6 separate regions of the Mus musculus genome follow, and regions 1, 2, 3, 4 and 5 are each linked to region 6. A link is a contact called in public HiChIP or PLAC-seq, Micro-C and promoter capture Hi-C data. All regions are on one chromosome and are shown on one strand. The core of a region is the stretch at or near the end of the contact, and the rest is flanking DNA. Distances in the headings are between cores, read along the strand shown. Region 1 holds the start of Glis1 (GLIS family zinc finger 1). Region 2 overlaps Gm46889 (a long non-coding RNA gene). Region 3 overlaps Zyg11a (zyg-11 family member A, cell cycle regulator). Region 4 holds the start of Shisal2a (shisa like 2A). Region 5 holds the start of Echdc2 (enoyl Coenzyme A hydratase domain containing 2). Region 6 holds the start of Czib (CXXC motif containing zinc binding protein).

Region 1 (2,785 bases), core at 105-2,604, 460 kb after region 6:
ACTGAGACATTAAGGAACTCTTAAGGAAGTTCCATGAAGTTCTAGAATCCCTACAGAGCCGGTGGCAGAGACACCGGTACCACAGACCTGACCTCAGCATGCCCGCGGTCAGCACACTGGTGCGGTGGAACTCACCCTTCCCGCTGCCGGTCTTGGACACACCATAGTCTCGAGGGCTCCGGGGCCGAAGGAGATCGTGGGCACGTGGTGGTGGCACCGGTAGCCGAGGCAGCAGGTCTAGCGGGTTCCCGTCCCCGCAGCCGCCACCACTCACAGCAATCCTGAAGGCCATGTGCGCTCCCAGGCTGACAGGCCCGCGGCCCTGGCCAGGAGCACCAGGGGCCTCCTTTGGCCTCTTGTCCGAAAGTGCCTCGGCCACCTCGCAATGCATGGCGCCGGGGCGGGGCGCACGGCTGGGGGTCGCGCCAGGCTCCTGCGGAGGGAAGAAAGCACCGAGCTTTAGAAAGCGGGAAACTCCATCCCTAGATCACAGTTTGGGCAGTCACGTTCTATTTAGTCCTGATCTCAAAAAAAAAAAAAAAGTTAGCGTCACCACACCGACCCCATTCCCTGAGCCACCTGACCCCGCGCACCGTGGTCGTCCCGCTTTCGCTGCCGTCGCCCTAGGCCCGCACGTTCCGGAGAATCCCCTGCGCCCTCCCACCCTAATCCGCTTCCACCCAGGGTCAGCCCTCTTCAGACGAATGGCAAAACTAAGACCAAGGATAGGATGGGAGTTCCCTAAAGGGACAGGGAGAGGGCAGTAAACTAGGATGGGATGGGAGTTCCTGTCCGGAATTCCCTAAAGGGACAGGGAGAGGGCAGCAGCCTGACTCCCAGAGCAGGGTCACAGGGGAGCAGGGAAAGACTCAGATGGGTCCCTGGCTGCGCACCTCTAGGTGCCCCGGGGCGGGCTGAGCAGAGCCCAGGCACTGAACACGCACCGCCGCCGGGTGCAGACGCAGAATTTCCGCGAGCCCCGCCACTAGCCAGACACCGGGCTGAGGATGAGCGCGCACGCCCACTGCGCGAGCCCACAAAGCGCACTCGAGAGCCGTAAATCCAGGAGCCCCGGCGCCCGGGAGCCCGCACAGCCAGAGTCGCCCACGCACGCCGGCTCGCACGCACACTCGCGACCCGTCGATGCGCCCTCCGAGACCAGCCATGCCACACACCCCATTCACCGGCTCACACTCCGCTCCGCCGGCAGCCGCAAGTCTCACGCCGGAGCCTCAGCATCATTTCCAGCATCATTCCCGCGAGAGCGAGGCCTCAGGGCCCCCAAATTCGCCTCGCCCCTCGGCGAGCCCCGCGCCACCCCAGAGCTCCCGGATTCGGACGCCACTGGGTCCCCGGCGCCGGCCGCGCCCCTTCTCACCTCGCCGCGGGCGCAGCGGCTCGCGGGGCACACAGCACGGCGCGCCTCCTCTGGCGCCGCAGCCCCCGCAGCCGCCGCCGCCACCGCCACGGCCGCCGCGTCCTACGGGGCGACACCCCGGGGGCGGGGCGGCCCGCTGCTGCCCACAGCCGCTCGGGCCGCGACTCTTGGGGGCTGCCGGACCAAGCCAATGGCGGCTCGAGGGCGTGCCGCTCGCCTGGGGGCCTGGGCGGGGCGGCGCGCGCCCAGGCTGAGGTTTTGACAGCGGCCGGAGCCCTGCACGCCGGCTGCCGGGACGCCGCCGGACTCTGCGGCTGCCAGAGGAGGAGGCCAGCCGAAGGCAGAGCCAGCACAACCCGGCTTCCTCTGCTCCCCGGCGGGATTCTGCTCCTCCCCGGGTCGCGTTTTCTCCCGGGTAAATGGGAATGGCGGTACCTGCTAAGCGGAGGTAACAAATACAGAAGTGCTTGACAAGTTGTTTTGGTTTTGCAGACTCTAACCAGCTCACTTCAAGTGGCACAGATTTCACTGCAAGTCATAGCAAAGCTGGCCTTTGTCATCTGAACCCAGGCCTCAGCCCACTTTCTCACTTTACTTTCGTGTTGTTTTCTAGAAAGGGTTCATCCAGACGAGAGAGGAGCTCCGCGTTCTCCTGTACCCATTCCTTGCCATGTCCTCCGCGCTCCAGGCAGCAGGGTCTCAACTGTAGGAAGAGCCCTTGATGAGGCTTCATAGTGACTAGAAGCAATGGGTCAGCCCCCATCCCTGAAGCGTGCAAAATGGGGTGTTCGTTCATGTCTCTGACCGATTTTCTGGGGTCTACTGAAGGATCTAGGGTAGCCCCAAAATGTCTCTGCATGCTGTCAACATCTCCCACTATGCACAAAATGTTTGAGAATAGAGGACCTTAGTCTTAAACTGTGGAAGTGTGTTTCTGCAACCGGCCTGGTTCACAGACTGGGGTTCCACACAGGAAGACAACCCAAGCAGTTTCCCAGCATCTTAACAAAACAAAGATTTTTTTTTTCCAGTCACAAAAAGTTAAGATTTGCCAGGCATGCTGGCACACGCCTTTAATCCCAGCAGGCGGATTTCTGAGTTCGAGGCCAGCCTGGTCTACAAAGTGAGTTCCAGGACAGCCAGGGCTATACAGAGAAACCCTGTCTCGGAAGAAAAAAAAAAGTTTTTTAAAAAAAGATTTAATTTCCTATACCTTATTTGTTTGGAGACTTAGAAACAGCAGAAGGAATTGGAAGTACCTTGACATTTTACTTAACACCACCCCCACATTCATGGCCAGAAGCAACAAGGTAGGTAGGGTGTGGCAGCGCAGGCTTCCGACTCCCACGCCAGTGTCTTCCTCCCATTATTACCAAGAGCAGGTGTCAGCCGACCTGTGCAGGCGAT
Region 2 (2,832 bases), core at 41-2,540, 460 kb before region 6:
CCTGTACACAGAAGGCAATTAAGGTCACTATTCCTACCTACCCCACAGCAGCTTCCTGATCACAGCTTGCTGCCACTGGCTTCTGGAGACTGCTGGGGCCTCGGGGAACCTGGTCAGAAGCCATCGGTGGGTGGGGAGCAGTGTCAGCTGCTATTCCTGGAGTAATGGAACCCAGCTTGGTTCAGGTTCCCTCAGGGAACCCTGGCCCAGGGGCAGTTTGCTAAAGGTGAGCAGAATAGCCAGCTTAGGCATGTTCTCCTGGGCCATCCGTGTAGCCAAGCCAAGAGGACTCTGGAGCACAGAGGGAGCTGTGGGGACACCATGTCCCACTGCAGCTGGCCTTAGCTTCTAACTCCTGTTCCCCAGAATCTACTCAAGCCTCAAGATACCGTATGTGTGCTGCTTGGTTTCCAGCATCTGAATGGAAGGCTGCAGGCAGAACCAAGTCTTTTTTTTTTTTTTCGAGACAGGGTTTCTCTGTATAGCCCTGGCTGTCCTGGAACTCACTTTATAGACCAGGCTGGCCTCGAACTCAGAAATCTGCCTGCCTCTGCCTCCCTAGTGCTGGGATTAAAGGCGTGCGCCACCACGCCCGGCTCAGGACCAAGTCTTAATCCCAGTTGCTGTCCACAGGGTCTGTTGTGTTCCTACTAGCTACATTGGCCGAGACTTGGTCTCTCTGTCTGAAAAATGGAGAGAATAAACGTTTCCTTGTAGGGTTGTGGAGAGGACTAGAACAGTTTGTACTCAGACAGTGGTCAGTCATGATGGGGACCATGAGCTCCTAAGTGACAAATGCTGTCAGGGGCTCTGTGTCCCCAGCATCCAGCCGCAGTGCTGGCTGAGGGAGTAAGGAGGAGCGGAGGGCAAGGCTGTGCTTGCCTGAGGCTCACCTGTCCCTTCACGGATGGACAAGCTTTGTTCCCAGAGCCCTGCTGTGGGGAGGTGGCAGAACCTCTGGGAGGAGGGCCCTTAAGGGAGAGTTTTAGGTCATTGTGGAGTCGGGGATGAGGTAAGTCTTTTGCATGTTGATATGTTTGTGAGACAGGTATCCGTGGGCCTTCATGTTTACCCGTGCATGCAAGTGGAGCCCAGAGTCTGACAGCAAGTATCTCCCTTGACCACTCTCCACCTTACTTATTGGGCAGGGTCTCTCACCTGTATCCAGAGATGGCTGATGTGGACCAGTCTAACTAGTTCTGCCTGTTCTGGGGATCCCTTGCCTCCATCACCCCAGTTGTGGGATTGTAGGACGATGACCACACCCACCTGGCTTTCTTGGTTCTGAGGATCTGACCTCTGTTCCACATGTTTGCACAATAAGCGCTTTACCCGTGAGTCATCCTTCTAGGTTCACTCCCTCTTGGCAGTTCTTCCTTTTTTTTTTTTTTTGGTTTTGGTTTTGGTTTTGGTTTTTCGAGACAGGGTTTCTCTGTATAGCCCTGGCTGTCCTGGAACTCACTTTGTAGACCAGGCTGGCCTCGAACTCAGAAATCTGCCTGCCTCTGCCTCCCGAGTGCTGGGATTAAAGGCACGTGCCACATTGCCCAGCTCAGTCCTTCCTTTCTTTCTCTTTTGGTTTTTCAAAACAGGGATTCTGTGTGTAGCCCTGTCTGTCCTGAACCGTCTCTGTAGACCAGGCTGGCTTCAGACTCACAGAGATCCGCTGGGATTAAAGGCATGGGTAACCGCTTCCTGGTGCCCTTGGTAGTTCTCAAGGATCTTGTTACATAGCTGGTGGTGTGTAATCCTAGTACTGTAAGGATTCCACTAATTCAGGGCTAGCCTTGGCAATGTAGCAAGCTGAGCCGACAGCTGTGGATGTTTGAATGAAGAGGCCCCAATAGGTTCATATAGCTAAATCTTGGTCTCCAGTTGGCTATTTGGGAAGAAGTAAAAGGTGTAGCCCTATTGGAGAAGGTGTGTTACCAGGAACTGGGTCCCAACCAAATGCTTTCTTTTATATTGCCTTATTAAAGATGTTTTATCAGACAGGTGGTGGTGGTACATGCCTTTAATCCTACAATTTGGGAGGCAGAGGCAGGCAGATCTCTTATCAGAATTTGAGGCCAACCTGGTCTGCAGAGGATGGCAAGTGTCATGGATGTTCTGATGGGTGACGGCTATGTGTAGACACAGGGGCCACTGCATCACTGCAGCCTGGAGGAACATGCAGCCTTCCAGACCAGGAGGCCAGAGACGGAAGGGGTTCCAGGAGAAAATCCAGTATAGGCAACCTGGGTACTTCTGTTGTTTCTTTCTCATTTCATTCCTAATAAACTTACCAATGGAAGTGTATATATTCAAGGTATACAATGTCTGTTAGTAGTTATCAAACACATCCACCCCCACAGTTAGCATGTGTGTACTGGCCACCTTTTGGTGGTAGCTCACACAGACTACAGGCAAATCCCTGATGCAGAAACCCAAGGAACAAGAAGGAGCCAAATACAGTGGCATGGGGGTGGGAGACACGTTGGGGAAAGGGCTGTCTTTCCGATTTAAACAGTACAGAGGACTGATACATAAACTGTATGTAATACAATTGGCACTTCTCAGGCCAGAGGAGGGGCAACAGCTGGGAACAGCTTCCACTGGGCGCCTGCTGTTCTCAGGGAGTGTGTTCAGGCAGCAGAGGAAAGAGAGGGGCCCCAAGCCCCCCCCCCCGCCCCAGGCCTACCTCTTGCAGCTGCTCTATGCCATCAACCCCCCTCCCCAGAAAGCCCCTTCCTTTGCTCCCCAGATAGTTAAATGATGGCAGCCGGGTTTTAAAGGCTAGACTCCCACAGAAGCTAACAAAACAATGGGGCAAGAAACAATGACCTAACTAAA
Region 3 (2,915 bases), core at 352-2,851, 310 kb before region 6:
TTCAGCTAGCTGTATAGTTTGTTGTGCAGTCTCTGTGTGATGAGGAAGTGAGTGCAGGGCTCACCTGACGTCCTGCCTGGAACAGTTCCTAACGCTGGACGATCTGGCTGGCCACATAGACATTTTTCTGGATTGAGACTTTTGTGGGACTTGCACTTGAGGCCCTCTGTGAGGAAGGATCACCTGGGCTCCTTGTCTTCTTTGGTGTCTGGTCCTTCTGCTCTGTCTTGTTGTTCTTGGTTTCTTCCCCTTCATGTCTGCTGCCAAGATTTTTAGGAAGCCTTCCCTGTCTAACTTAATCTTTATTAATTTTGATGGAATCTGTAGCTTTTCTTCTCCTGTTGAAACAAAGGCAAGAAACCTCTTCCACAACTCAACACATCTCCTGCCTTCCATTCTAAGGTTTTCACATATAAAAACTGATTTAATTCATCCCTCCTTTCTATTTCAGCATCTGTGCTGCCTTTCTCATTGGCATATAAAAAATTTAAAGTCAGTAAAGCATTAGTCTGTCTCTGCGAGATTCCTTAACCCCTTCTGGTCTATGAGCATTTCCTTTACGGTTGTGTTAGATCTCTCTGTACAACTGCTTGTCCTGTAGGTTTGTGAGATATGCCAGTAATGTATTTAATGCCACAATGCTTAAAATAATCTTATATTCTTTTTTTAAAAGATTTTATTTATTTTATGTATATGCGTACACTGTAGCTGTCTTCAGACACACCAGAAGAGGGCATTGGATTCCAGTACAGATGGTTGTGAGTCACCATGTAGTTGCTGGGAATTGAACTCAGGACCTCAGGAAGAAGAGTCAGTGCTCTTAACCACTGAGCCATCTCTCCAGCCCCATAATCTCATATTCTAATTGATACATATGTTGAAGTATCATCAGCTTCAATCTCTAAAGGCATCTCCAAGAGAGCCACCATCTCTAATAAGTGTGAAATCTCAGAATCATTCCTTTCAGAATTCAAGGCAGAGCAGCCCCTTGGAATTCTGCATCACCCGTATGGTGTATTAACACATGTACATATTTAAAATTTTCAGATTCTATAAAATGAAACACATTCTGTGATATTGTTCTCAGGTGGCTTCATTAAACATAATCTGTATTCTTAACTCAGCATAAGTCTTTTTAACTAGGAATTTAATAGGCTGCCATTCTGTTCTTTCATCATAAGGTGGCCCTTTAGGTTTTGGGTTAGATTCCTCTGAAATTTCTTTATGATTCATAGGATTGTCTAAATTTTGTTCTATTGTTCATAACTTAGCTAGAATTTTTTTAGTCATTTCCTTATCTAAGTCTTCTTTCTCCTGATCTCTCTTTAAAAGGGACATAAAATTGTAATTGTTACTGAAAACAAAAATTATTTGTATGTTGATAAGTGGAACAAAAGCATATGGGATCCAGATGCATTGTGTCATTGCATTTTCCATTTTTTAGCATAGAAAATATTTTTCTTTTCAATCTCTAACTCTCTCCTTAAGGACTTCCTAAGTATCTTCCCAAGTTTGTTGACTTTTCTCCCCTCCTCCCACCCTCACTGTGGAGTTCCATGTGTCTGTAATTGGACTCTGCCAGGTCTCTCTGCTGCTCAGCTAGCAAGTTGTACTGCCTGATGGCTCCTGGCCCTGTCTCTGCTCAGTCCCTCTCTCCACCCAACTCTTGCCTGTTGCGGCTTTCACCCACAAGCACCAGCGTAGATGCAGGCCCTCATGCCCCACCATGCTGGGCTAGCCTATTGTCTGACCTTCACCCACTCTGGGAAGGTGGCTCCTAGCTGCAGTGAGCCGCCATCTGTTCTGGCTCCAAGCCATTGCCGGCTTTTCCCATGGGCACTGGCTGCTCAGTCCCTGCGCCTCTGAGCGACTAAGGCCCTAGAGTTGAATCCCACTAAAAACAAGTTTATCTTCAGCTTGTGGCTATAGGAATGAGGAATCATCCATTGGATCTGCCAGTGCAGTTCACAGCCAGTGCTTGCGCTCTCAACCTAACACGCCAGGAACTGGCCAGGGGAATGCCTGTTCGTCTGTTGGCAGAGATCACCGATCTACTTTTCAAAGCAACGAAAAATTTCCCCTACTACCAACAGGTAATTTGAACTAAATACTTGACTGATTTTTAACCTTAAAACACATTTATGAAAATATGTATTATTGAGTTGCTGTTTTTAAGGATAAAATAGGGCTTAATGTTATAGAAAGAAGTAGGAAATATGGATAAGAAATCAAGCTCAAAAGGCTTGGTGGCGCACGCCTTTAATCCCAATACTTGAGAGACAGAGGCAGGCAGACTTCTGAGTTTGAGGCCAGCCTGGTCTACAGAGTGAGTTCCAGGACAGCCTGGGCAACACAGAGAAACCCTGTCTCAGAGAACCAAAAATACAAAAATAAAGACAAAACCATTTGCTAAGACAAATCTATTAGCACATCAGGCGAGGTGTGGTGGTGCTCACCTGTAATCCCAGCACTTGGGAGGTGGGAGCTGTAGGTTCAGATGTTCAGGTCAAGGTCAGCTAGGGCTACAGGAGACCCTCACTCTAACAAACAGAAACCCCAGGGGGAGAAAGAAAGTTGAGTTGGGGCCAATGAGATGGCTTAGGAGGTAAAAGCGCCAAACCTTAAGGATTCGATCCTTGAGATTCACATGGTGAAAGGAGAAACCTTGCATAAGTTGCTTCCTGGCCCCTGCGTGTGTGTGTGTGTGTGTGTGTGTGTGTGTGTGTGTGTGTGTGTGTGTGAGAGAGAGAGAGAGAGAGAGAGAGAGACACACACACACACACACATGCTCTCATACCTCTTCTCCCTCCCCCTCTCTGACACACACACACATGTGCATACACATTCTTTTTCTCTCCCTATCTACATAAATGTAATAAACTAATCAAGCCCATGAAATGTGTAGCAGAAAATAC
Region 4 (3,043 bases), core at 396-2,895, 490 kb before region 6:
GATTCAACGTAACTGACAGTCTTTGTGATCCTAAATAACTCCGACTTTGCCATTAAACACCATTATTAATATCGGCCCATGAGCTCCATCAAGAGTTTAAAGAAACTCCTGGGTAGGCAGGCAGGCATGGCAGCGCTCCTGATGGCCGTGTGACATTGTGCTGGTTTCTCTCAAGGGCATGATCCTTCCTCTGGGTTTCTAGGAGAAAGAAGTTAATTCCTCACTGGAAAGGATTTAGGGGATTGTCGTCCACCTCAGAGAGGCCTCCCTCCTTCCCAAAGGGCTCCTCCCCTTTGTCCCTTCTGGTAAATAGAGGTCAAAATGAGCCTTCAATAGAGTAGTGCCAGTCTTCAGTGATAACAGCTCAAGAGAAGAGTTTTCTGGGAATATTAACAGTTCTTCTTGGTTTGAGGTATTGGTAACAAAACCAGGGCCCTCATGCATACTAGGCAAATGATCTATCTACCATTATCTATCATCCATGCCAAAGGTAAGTTTTTGCTCATTTTTGAGATGAGATCTGTATTGCCAGGCTTGCTTTAAACTCCTGGACTGAAGCAATCCTCCTGCCTCAGCCTGCTGAATAGTTTGGACTAGTGGCATATGCCACCAGATCTGGCTCCTTTTTGTTTATTGTTTTGGCTGACCTTTAAAAGCATTGCCCTCTTAAAACCTTTGCTATTCCCTTACACAGAGCCCCTCTGTGCCTATGATCCTGGTCCTATATTGATCCCTCCCTGTTGATTCCTCCACCAAGCTGTTTCTCAAGGGCCAGCCCGGATCTGACCTTCAGGTCAGAGGCGTGGTGTACAATGGCATCTGTGGAACTGAACTGCCTTACAGGTCAAAGGGAAAAGAAGCCGTGAAGGGGGTCAGTTAGGCTTATACCCAGCCCCCTGCAGATCCATGATCCCACACACAGCTGCCACAGCAAAGGGATGCACCACACTATCTCCTACCATCCTCTTCTGTGGAAATGCAGAGCTAAGGCTCGGAGGGACTGGGTAAATCCTCAAAGATCCTTGTTCACCCTCTCAGGGTACACTGGAGAAACTGAGGCTCGGAAGCACCTTCAGACAGGAAGGAGAACACTGTCCTTGTAGTCTAGGAACAAGTTGTGAAGGTTGGCAACCCCTAATTGAGGTGGGGGTAAAGGCTTATTCCTGAGACAATTGCTTCAATGTCTTTGGCCAAGAGCAGGGAGTGCTAAGAGTGTGTGTGAACATTGTGTGTCAAAGAGAGAGCAGGAGAGGAAAAGAAAGGCAATCAAGACTTTGAAAATATTACTGGAGGGCAGGGTGTGGACACACACCCAAAATCCCAGCATTTGGGAGTTGGAAGCCAGTCATCAAGACATCCAGGCCAATGTGGAATACAGGAGGTTTGCTGAGAGTCAGCCAGACAACAGGGTTGAAATCCCATGAGCTAAGGAGCCTGGGGAAATGACTTGTCTCTCTCTGATTCTCAGCTGCCGTCTATACAATGAAAACCCTGGTCTTCAGGTTGCTTTGCCAGTTAAATGGAGTATTATTCATCAACCCCAGAGGACCCCGTTCTGCCTGTCTTCTGCGTAGCACACAACTACCCAGAGAAGGGTCCTGGCGGCCCGCACGGTGGTACCTCGCTCAGGCGAGAGCCTCAAATATCCACCTTGCCTCTCTGGCTGTCGCGTGGTGTCTCGGCAGCCGGGGCGAGGAGGCAGCCCCCACCCTGGACTGGGTCCCCACGTGCACCCCTGCCTCCGCGCCCGCGCACCTGACCACCGGGTCCCCGGGCGCCCCGTCCTCACCGCGCGCCTCCGCGCCTTTCGCCGTGCCTTTCTCTGCAGCGCCTCTACCTGCGCACTTCCCTGCCTGCCTGGCCCTCGGGCTCTTTCTCAAGATCTGCGGGGTCTCCGGCCGTTGTCTCTCGCTCACCCGCTGTCGGTCCGTCCGTCCAGGGAGCCAAGGAGGCGCGATGAGCGGCGCCTGCTCGAGCTACGTGAGCGCTGAGCAGGAGGTGGTGCGCGGCTTCAGCTGCCCGCTGCCAGGGGGCGAAGCGGCTGCTGTCTTCTGCTGTGGCTTCCGCGACCACAAGTACTGCTGCGACGACCCGCACAGCTTCTTCCCCTACGAGCACAACTACATGTGGTGGCTCAGGTACAGGCCCTGGCTCTAACCTCACCTTGAACCCCTTCTCCCATCTTATCCCACTAGCCCACCCGCAAGCCAGCCTCTTGGAAGCCCCCACCTTCATCTAAGTGCCCTTCCCTCAAATCATCCTTACTCCTCACTGATCCTACTCTTGCTTTGTACCACATCAAACCCTTAAAGCCCCATCTCAACTCCTTCTTCATCCTGACCCCAACCATAATTTAGAGCCCCACTTGAACCTGACCAGCACTACCCCCAAAGCACTCATTCTGTCCCTATTCTGAACTTCACTCTGCCATCACTCTCAACATAATCTCAAATCACAAGCCAACCTTCACCCTAACAGCAAATACTATCTTCAGACATACAGAGGAATCCCTAACTCTACCCTTAGTCCTCACAGCGGCTCTGAGCTCTGGATGCTGTTCCGGGTACCAGCACAGTCCCAAGCCCAGCTTTATGAATTCCCTATTACTACTGCAATCTTAACCTGCCTCAGCCTCCTCCTCAAGCCTGCCTGTAAACCGTCTCATCTGTTTACCCACAACTTGACTTTAATTGGCTTTAGACCTACATCCAAACCACAACCTCAAACCTTCATCCTCACCTGATGCTCCAACCCAACCCCATCTCAGCCCAGCCTCAGCCCTTCCCTTCCCTCTCACTCTCTTTACTGGACACTTATACTTGAGTCCTGGGGGTGTACTCTATGCTCATAAACCTGGGGGTCAAGGCTTCCTGCAAGTTCAGTGTGACACAGTGGCATAATGCCACAGCAGAGGCCAGTTCCAACCATTTTAATAGTGGGGTCTGGGTGCAAATATTTCATTTTCCCTGGCCGTTCAGAAACTGGGTTGCTTGGGCCAACTCTGACAATCCTGAAACCTAAGTATGGAGATGGAGGACAGTAG
Region 5 (3,102 bases), core at 188-2,687, 280 kb before region 6:
ACACCTCTTCCAGCCTCCACAGGCACTCATGTGATGCACAGACAGAGAGGCCAGCAAAGGAGATAAGAAATGACCTTTTAAAAAATGTGCCCAGTGGCAAATGTAACCACTCACATTCAGTAATAAAAATAGTAAATAAGGGGCTGGAGAGATGGCTCAGAGGTTAAGAGCACTGACTGCTCTTCCAGAGGTCCTGAGTTCATTTCCCAGCAACCACATGGTGGGTCACAACCATCTGTAATAGGATCCGATGCCCTCTTCTGGTGGGTCTGAAAACAAGAGACAGTGTACCGACATACATGAAATAAATAAATAAGCCAGTCGTGGTGGCGTATGCCTTTAATCCTAGCACTTGGACTTGGGAGTCAGAGGCAGGCGAATTTCTGTGTTCGAGGCCAGCCTGGTCTACAGAGTGAGTTCCAGGACAGCCAGGGCTACACAGAGAAACCCTGTCTCAAAATAAATAAATAAATAAATAAATAACTCTTAAAAAAAAAAAAAAGTAAATAAGCGGGACAGTGGTGACACACACCACTAATCCCAGTACTTGGGAGGCAGAGGCAAGTGAATCTCTGAAGTTCAGGGCCAGCCTGGTCTACAGAGTGAACCCCAGGACAGCCAGGGCTGTTACACAGAGAAACCCTGTTTTGTTTTTTGTTTTTGTTTTTGTTTTTGTTTTTGGGGAGGGGGAGACAAATAAAACAGAAGAACAGGAAGAGACAGGAACAATACAATATCCAACATGGGAACGGAGATGGGATGAGGTTACATTGGAGAAGGATCCGCACCCAGCTAACGCACCTGAGGTCCAAACAAACATACCCACGCTTCACAGCGTATTTTTGTACAATAAAAGACCTTGCTGCCGCCGATGGTTGTGAAGTTTCCCTGTGTGTCCGTGGACCCTGTGGACCGTCCCTCCCTCTCTGGTTGTCCCCTCAGGTCCAGCCAGATTTGCTCCGCCGCCACCCCCACCCCCCACCCCCGTCCCCGATCATTGCCAAGGCTCTAGAGGGAAAAGTCCTGGCTAGCACTGTTGTCCTGATCTCCTGGCGCACAGCCCTGCTCCCAGCTCTCCTCTCGGCTCCACACCTCCCCGGGCCTCTAGAGAGTTTGGGGAGCTCCCCTTCTACCCTGGGAGCCCTGAGATCCAATCCTCCTGCTCTCCCGCCTCAGTCTTCCCATGTGTTGGGTCTCAGCACACAACTTTACCTTGGTTGGGACCTGTCAGAGCCTGCACTTGGATTTCGGGTGTCCTGGTCGTCGCGTGAGAGGCGCAGTCCCGGGCCCCCGAGAACCTCCAGGAGCACGGGAGGCGCAGCGCGCGGGGCAGTACGCGTAGCATCGGGGAGCAGGCCGGCAAGGTGGCGCGGAGAACGGGACCTCCTCGGCAGAGCTGGAAAATCGTAGTTCCGGGGCGGGCGAGGCCTCGCCAAGGGCTCCACCTACGGGCGGAGAGAAAGGTGCGGCGGTCCGCGAGCCTGCAGACCCCAAGTTCAGCTCCTTCGTGAAATCTGGGAATGCTGCAGATTTAATCCGAATGCACGGCTAGGAAGGTGGTGTCCAAAACTGAATGTGTTGTGTGCACTTTCTTCACGTGTACCCTCAGATCATGTCATTTCATCAGTCACTGTGGGGTGGTCTGCACCCACTGACAAGGTCTGCTGTCCTAGAGGCTGTAAGATCGCGTCTGGCCCCTCCCAGTTTAACTAAGAACTTTGGCTCACAGTTATGAACTGCCAGTTTCTGTCCTCCACCGGCCACCTAGCCTTCCTTTGCAGAGGAAAGAAGGGCAATCCAGGGTAAATCAACCAAGCATCTGGGGTGAACAGTCAAGATATGGGTGCTTTGTCAGGCCATCTAATAGTAAAACTCAAGCCACTGATTTTCGTATGTGTAGGAGCAGCGGGAGAAGAGTGTCTCCGTCAAACAGAACCACAAACAGCCAGAGATCATTCGTAGCTACGCAGTGATCTGAAGACCACCCTGTGGCAGACAAAACGAAATAACACAGCAAACTATACAATCTATTTTCAAACTGCTAAAAGGAAAAACAAAAAACAAAAAGACCCAAAACCCTGTTTGTCAAGAATCCCACGTTTAGCAAACTGAAGAAGAAGCTGGGTGCTATGACTTTAATCCCAGATCTCGGGCAGATTTCTGTGTTCAAAGCTAGCCTAGTCTACATATTGATTTTTGGGTCAGCCAGGGAGCTCCACTGAGACGCTGTCAGAGAGAGAGAGAGAGAGAGAGGCAGAGAGAGACACAGAGAGAGACACACAGAGAGAGAGAGAGAGACAGAGAGAGAGGACAGAGACAGAGAGAGAGACAGACAGAGAGAGACAGAGACAGAGTCAGAGGAGAGAGAGAATTCTTGCAGACCAGGAATGGCTATGTGAATATCAGACAAGATGACTTTGTCTATCTTTATGTTGTGTGAAGGGTTTGCCTGTGTACCACTTGTGTGCCTGGTTTCCAGTGACAGAGAGAGGGCAGACAGTCTTTGCTTTTTTAACTGGAAAGACAGGCAGATTGCTGTGACTTAAAGGCAGCCAGGGTTATTTAATCAGACCCTGACTCAATTTTTTAAAGTCTTTTAATCTAAAAAAATTATTTGTATTTTTTGTGCATGAGTGCTTTGCCTATGTGTGCATGTGTACCACAAGTTAGCCTGGAGCCCACAGAGCCATAGAGGTGTCATCTGAAACTGGAGTTACAGACATTTGTGAGCCATCACGTGGGAGCTGGATATCGATTAAGGGTACGTGCAAGAGTTACAAGCTCTAGACCCAATTCACATTCAAATTCGATGAGTTTGTTTCTAGTGCTAGTCAGAAGGACTGGCAGTTCTTAGTGCCAACAATGTGTGCCTTGCAGAAGTGGAGGTTAGGGAGGTTCTAAGGGCAGACATCAGAAAAGTATGCATTACAAAGATCCCTGGACCTCAGAGCTGCATGGGAAAATCCTTCCTTCCTGATACATAGTAACAAAAGGCATTTCACCCCTCTCCCACAATGCTAAGCAGACTTTACAGAAGCAAAGGCAGTTTGTTAATGCCTCACAGTCCATTATCCTGTTCTTTCCGTTTGGTTTGGCTTTTCA
Region 6 (2,972 bases), core at 338-2,837:
AGGGGAAGGGGAAGCACGGTGTAAGGCCAGCTCATAGCCTACTGCCTTCTCTTAATTTATCTTAGATGCACTCTCACTGTGTAGCCCAAATGTGTTTGAACCTGAGATCTTCCTGCCTCTGCTTTCCAAGTACTGGGATACAAGTGAGTGCCTCTAGACCCATCCTATCTTCTAGGGGATTCTTACAGCATCCAATAGGGACATGAGCCGATTTATCTCCAAGTAAGAACAAGGTGTTTCTGATGTTGGCACCCCTGCCCTCCTCTAGAATCTGTGCCATTTGGCTGGGGACTCCAGGTTGTCTCAAGCCCCCAGCAACTCTGCTGGTTGGTTCTGTGCTTAGGGGTCCTGAGTCTGGGGTTAACGGGTTGTCATTTTGTTTCTGTTTCTCTCTCCTTTGTTATTCTGTGTTTCTTCAAGTCAAAGTTCTTCAGATGGGCCCTGGAACTCCTGCTCCAAACATTTTGAAATAGGAGCTGTGGGTGCGATGGTGTTGCACTTGTCTAGTGCTGGGGCGGGGGTGGCGGAATAAGAGTGATCAGTTATGGCTTTGGTTGGGTATGTGAGGCACTGAGATAGACTAGGAGAATAAAGCACAGCCTGGGACGATGAAGGGTGTCACACTGTTTGGGCCTCTAGGGCAGGGTACCTACCCAGTTTACTAGCACTGTGTGAGGTCAAAGGGTGGCCAACTTTCCCAATAAGTAAAGCCAGCAAATAAAACAAGGTGGGTTTATTCACTATATTAAGTAAGCACAGGGTCCCTTCAAATGATATTTTGTTCCGTGTATGTTTATAAACTAAGAGCTGGAAGGATTTCACATCAGGAGAGTGCTAGCGTGAGGCCCCAAATTCAGATATACCCGCCAGAACAGAAGAGGGATAAAACCACAAAACTCCACCGTGTGAGGAGGCCGAACATCTGTAATCCTAGTAAGAAGATCAGGAGTTCAAAGTCATCCCTCGCTACATAAAGAGCGCAAGGCCAGCCTAGATTACATAAGACTAACGTTTAATCAATAAAAATAAAATCTAAAATTCCATCCTGAAGATCTCACTTAGATGCCTGGTTAAGCACCTCAGACCCGGTGGAACTTTTAGAAAAGCTCCCAGTTCAACACTGTGATCAAGGCTGGGCCCTGAGCCCTAAGATGCCCCACTGCCTCCGGATGCTCCTCCCTTCCCTAGAGGAACCCGCCTTCCGTCGCACCTTCAGGTACCACCGGAAGTCCTCGCCCACTGGCCGAAGGTTCGTGACGTTCTCCAGCGTGGCTTTGAGCTGCAGTGCGATTTTCTGAGAAGAGGGCGGGACACGCTGAGTGCAAGGCCTCGTCCGCTCAGCTGCGTGCCACGCCCCACCCCGCCCCTCCCGACTCAAGCCCCGCCACCCGAGCCTCACGCCTTCCATTCTCTCCTGCTCTGAGCTCGCCACTCTGAGCCCCTCGCCGCCTCGGACCCATCTCTCACTGGGCTACTACCAGACGGGATGCCCCAATGGCGACTAGCCTCTCCTTACCCCCATAGCTGCCGGTCCACGTTAAGTCGCTGCGACAGCTGCTTTCCGACCCGTCGTAAAAGGCCGGCGTCGCCGCGCAGCCTCAGTGCGGGTGGGCGGGGAGCGGGGCGTTAGTGAGTGGTACTGTAGGCTGGCGTTTTCTAGCTTGTCCCTCCTTAACCTGCCGGGCTCGGCTGTTTTCGGTAGGTTTGCTGGAACCGATGTAAACGCAAATGCCAGAGATGGTTCCTGATTCTCAATCTGTGCCTTCACTGAGCAGGCAAGATAGTCGGGCTGGAAACCTCTGCCAGACCTCTCTAGGCTCTCGGTTCTCTATCCGACTTCTCACTACCTGTGGTCCTGAGGCTCAGATTACGCTGCAGCCTCCCAGATGATGGGTAGTCGCCCTCTAAACTGCCCACTGGATGTACACGATTTGATGCTGCGACTTTTCCCACAGGGTTGCCCTGTGTCCATGTCCTCGTGGTAGCTATGCCTGAACAGAGCTGACTTTCCCCCACCTTAGTCATATATTTAACCGACACTGCAGGAGCTGGGAGCACCAACATTCGAAAACATGCCCCATTTTTATTTTTTAGAGACAGGGTTTCTCTGTGTAATTATAGCCCTGGCTCTCCTAGACTCGCTTTGTAGACCTGGCTGGCCTCGAACTCAAAAGAGATCCACCTGCCTCTGCCTCTCGAATGCTGGGATTAAAGGCGTGTGTCACCATGCTTGGCTCCCACTTTTATGGCCCAGTCTTTTTAAATTTTATTTTGGTTTTGGCAGGTAGTATGTATGTGCTCCACATGCATGCAGCTCCCACCAAGGCTAAAAGAGGGCACCATAAATAACCCTCTTGTACCCTCCCCCCCCTCAGCCTGAAACCTGGCTGAACAGGTTTCACTGATAGCACGAAGAGAGCATGGGGGGGGGGGTTGGAGCCTGCCACCTTATCGTTCTACCACTCCCACTGCTACTGCCTGCCGCCTAGCAGTTCCGGAGTTAATCAAGTTGTCACCTGAAACTGGACTCCAAGGATGATTTGGCGGGAATGGGTTCCTTCCCCTTCTTCATAAACCAGTGCCTGGGAATAGTAAAATTGAACCTTGAGCAGACTAGTTGTCTTGGTTCCATTCTCTCTCCCGCCGCCTAGCTCCCTCTTCTCTTCCAGATTCCAAGATGCCTCCCAGGCTAGAACCCAGACATGTGAGCCGGCCGCAACACTCTGTGACACACTGATAGAGCCACCCTATGGATGTTAGGAACAGAAATGAGGTCATCTACTACAGCAGCAAGTTCTCTTAACCGCTGAGCCATCCCCCTGCCTGTTGGACACCACCAGACTGGTCTTTAAGTGTCTCAGAAGTCTGGCATCCTGACATGTCACATATTAATGATATCCCTAACGGAGTATGAAAAGTCTTGAGGATGCTTGGGACCTTGTCTCAGAATGGAATGTCTCTAAGGATATGTA

Evidence for each region. Promoter capture Hi-C pulls out the DNA fragments that hold promoters and counts their contacts. A called contact is a pair of places that touch in the nucleus more often than the background predicts. HiChIP or PLAC-seq counts read pairs in DNA pulled down with a chosen protein or histone mark.
Region 1: a contact with region 6 is called in a Micro-C map of embryonic stem cells, with 3 times the contacts expected there. The contact joins the promoter of Glis1 here to the promoter of Czib in region 6. A contact is called at or near these places in 2 of 39 promoter capture datasets (cranial neural crest and hippocampal neurons), 1 of 484 Hi-C or Micro-C datasets (embryonic stem cells), 1 of 115 datasets of contacts at active chromatin or transcription factors (embryonic hindbrain) and 1 of 9 other capture datasets (adipose tissue).
Region 2: an H3K4me3 HiChIP or PLAC-seq map of bone marrow-derived macrophages shows a contact between it and region 6, with 5 times the contacts expected there. The contact joins the enhancer-like site here to the promoter of Czib in region 6. A contact is called at or near these places in 3 of 39 promoter capture datasets (cranial neural crest, neural stem cells and pre-B cells), 1 of 15 datasets of contacts at CTCF or cohesin (large pre-B cells), 9 of 484 Hi-C or Micro-C datasets (embryonic stem cells, group 2 innate lymphoid cells, liver and 3 more), 4 of 115 datasets of contacts at active chromatin or transcription factors (bone marrow-derived macrophages, effector CD8 T cells and embryonic stem cells) and 1 of 9 other capture datasets (liver).
Region 3: a contact with region 6 is called in a promoter capture Hi-C map of cranial neural crest. The contact joins the enhancer-like site here to the promoter of Czib in region 6. A contact is called at or near these places in 7 of 39 promoter capture datasets (the 3T3-L1 cell line, cranial neural crest, embryonic stem cells and 4 more), 1 of 484 Hi-C or Micro-C datasets (the G1E-ER4 cell line), 5 of 115 datasets of contacts at active chromatin or transcription factors (embryonic stem cells, extraembryonic endoderm stem cells, neural tube and 1 more) and 2 of 9 other capture datasets (embryonic stem cells and pancreatic islet).
Region 4: an H3K4me3 HiChIP or PLAC-seq map of bone marrow-derived macrophages shows a contact between it and region 6, with 3 times the contacts expected there. The contact joins the promoter of Shisal2a here to the promoter of Czib in region 6. A contact is called at or near these places in 3 of 39 promoter capture datasets (3T3-L1-derived adipocytes, embryonic stem cells and hematopoietic stem and progenitor cells) and 2 of 115 datasets of contacts at active chromatin or transcription factors (bone marrow-derived macrophages and embryonic stem cells).
Region 5: a contact with region 6 is called in a promoter capture Hi-C map of second pharyngeal arch cranial neural crest. The contact joins the promoter of Echdc2 here to the promoter of Czib in region 6. A contact is called at or near these places in 14 of 39 promoter capture datasets (the 3T3-L1 cell line, the C10 cell line, cranial neural crest and 10 more), 4 of 484 Hi-C or Micro-C datasets (embryonic stem cells, forebrain and nephron progenitors), 8 of 115 datasets of contacts at active chromatin or transcription factors (the NIH/3T3 cell line, embryonic forebrain, embryonic stem cells and 2 more) and 5 of 9 other capture datasets (adipose tissue, embryonic stem cells, liver and 2 more).

The regions. Positions count from the first base shown.
Region 1 is chr4:107,433,288-107,436,072 of GRCm38.p6, reverse strand. Glis1 (GLIS family zinc finger 1) reads right to left here and starts at 1,354. Exons shown (of 11, transcript NM_147221.2): 1 at 1,176-1,354; 2 at 136-433. The coding sequence starts at 391. It overlaps Gm46866 (Holliday junction resolvase MOC1, chloroplastic-like), which reads left to right and starts at 818. Exons shown (of 2, transcript XM_030253946.1): 1 at 818-1,793; 2 at 1,992-2,296. The coding sequence starts at 1,008. The coding sequence ends at 1,640.
Region 2 is chr4:108,345,774-108,348,605 of GRCm38.p6, reverse strand. The region is part of intron 1 of Gm46889 (a long non-coding RNA gene); the gene reads left to right. Among named protein-coding and RNA genes, the nearest start is that of Gm46889, 4.0 kb to the left of the region's middle. Within about 2 kb of position 1,290, at least 99 of the 459 cell types and tissues checked have an H3K27ac peak or open chromatin away from gene starts, as enhancers often do. A contact at or near this core is called in bone marrow-derived macrophages, group 2 innate lymphoid cells, liver and 1 more, where this site is marked.
Region 3 is chr4:108,195,322-108,198,236 of GRCm38.p6, reverse strand. Zyg11a (zyg-11 family member A, cell cycle regulator) reads left to right here. Exons shown (of 14, transcript NM_001167936.3): 5 at 1,917-2,093. Among named protein-coding and RNA genes, the nearest start is that of Zyg11a, 21 kb to the left of the region's middle. Within about 2 kb of position 1,601, at least 14 of the 459 cell types and tissues checked have an H3K27ac peak or open chromatin away from gene starts, as enhancers often do. A contact at or near this core is called in embryonic stem cells, where this site is marked.
Region 4 is chr4:108,382,257-108,385,299 of GRCm38.p6, reverse strand. Shisal2a (shisa like 2A) reads left to right here and starts at 1,645. Exons shown (of 3, transcript NM_001099303.2): 1 at 1,645-2,138. The coding sequence starts at 1,957. It overlaps Gm32297 (a long non-coding RNA gene), which reads right to left and starts at 2,077. Exons shown (of 6, transcript XR_003955247.1): 1 at 1,917-2,077.
Region 5 is chr4:108,163,772-108,166,873 of GRCm38.p6, reverse strand. It overlaps Echdc2 (enoyl Coenzyme A hydratase domain containing 2), which reads right to left and starts at 1,437. Exons shown (of 10, transcript NM_026728.4): 1 at 1,213-1,437. The coding sequence starts at 1,345.
Region 6 is chr4:107,888,441-107,891,412 of GRCm38.p6, reverse strand. Czib (CXXC motif containing zinc binding protein) reads right to left here and starts at 1,587. Exons shown (of 8, transcript NM_001347160.1): 1 at 1,517-1,587; 2 at 1,211-1,294. The coding sequence starts at 1,522.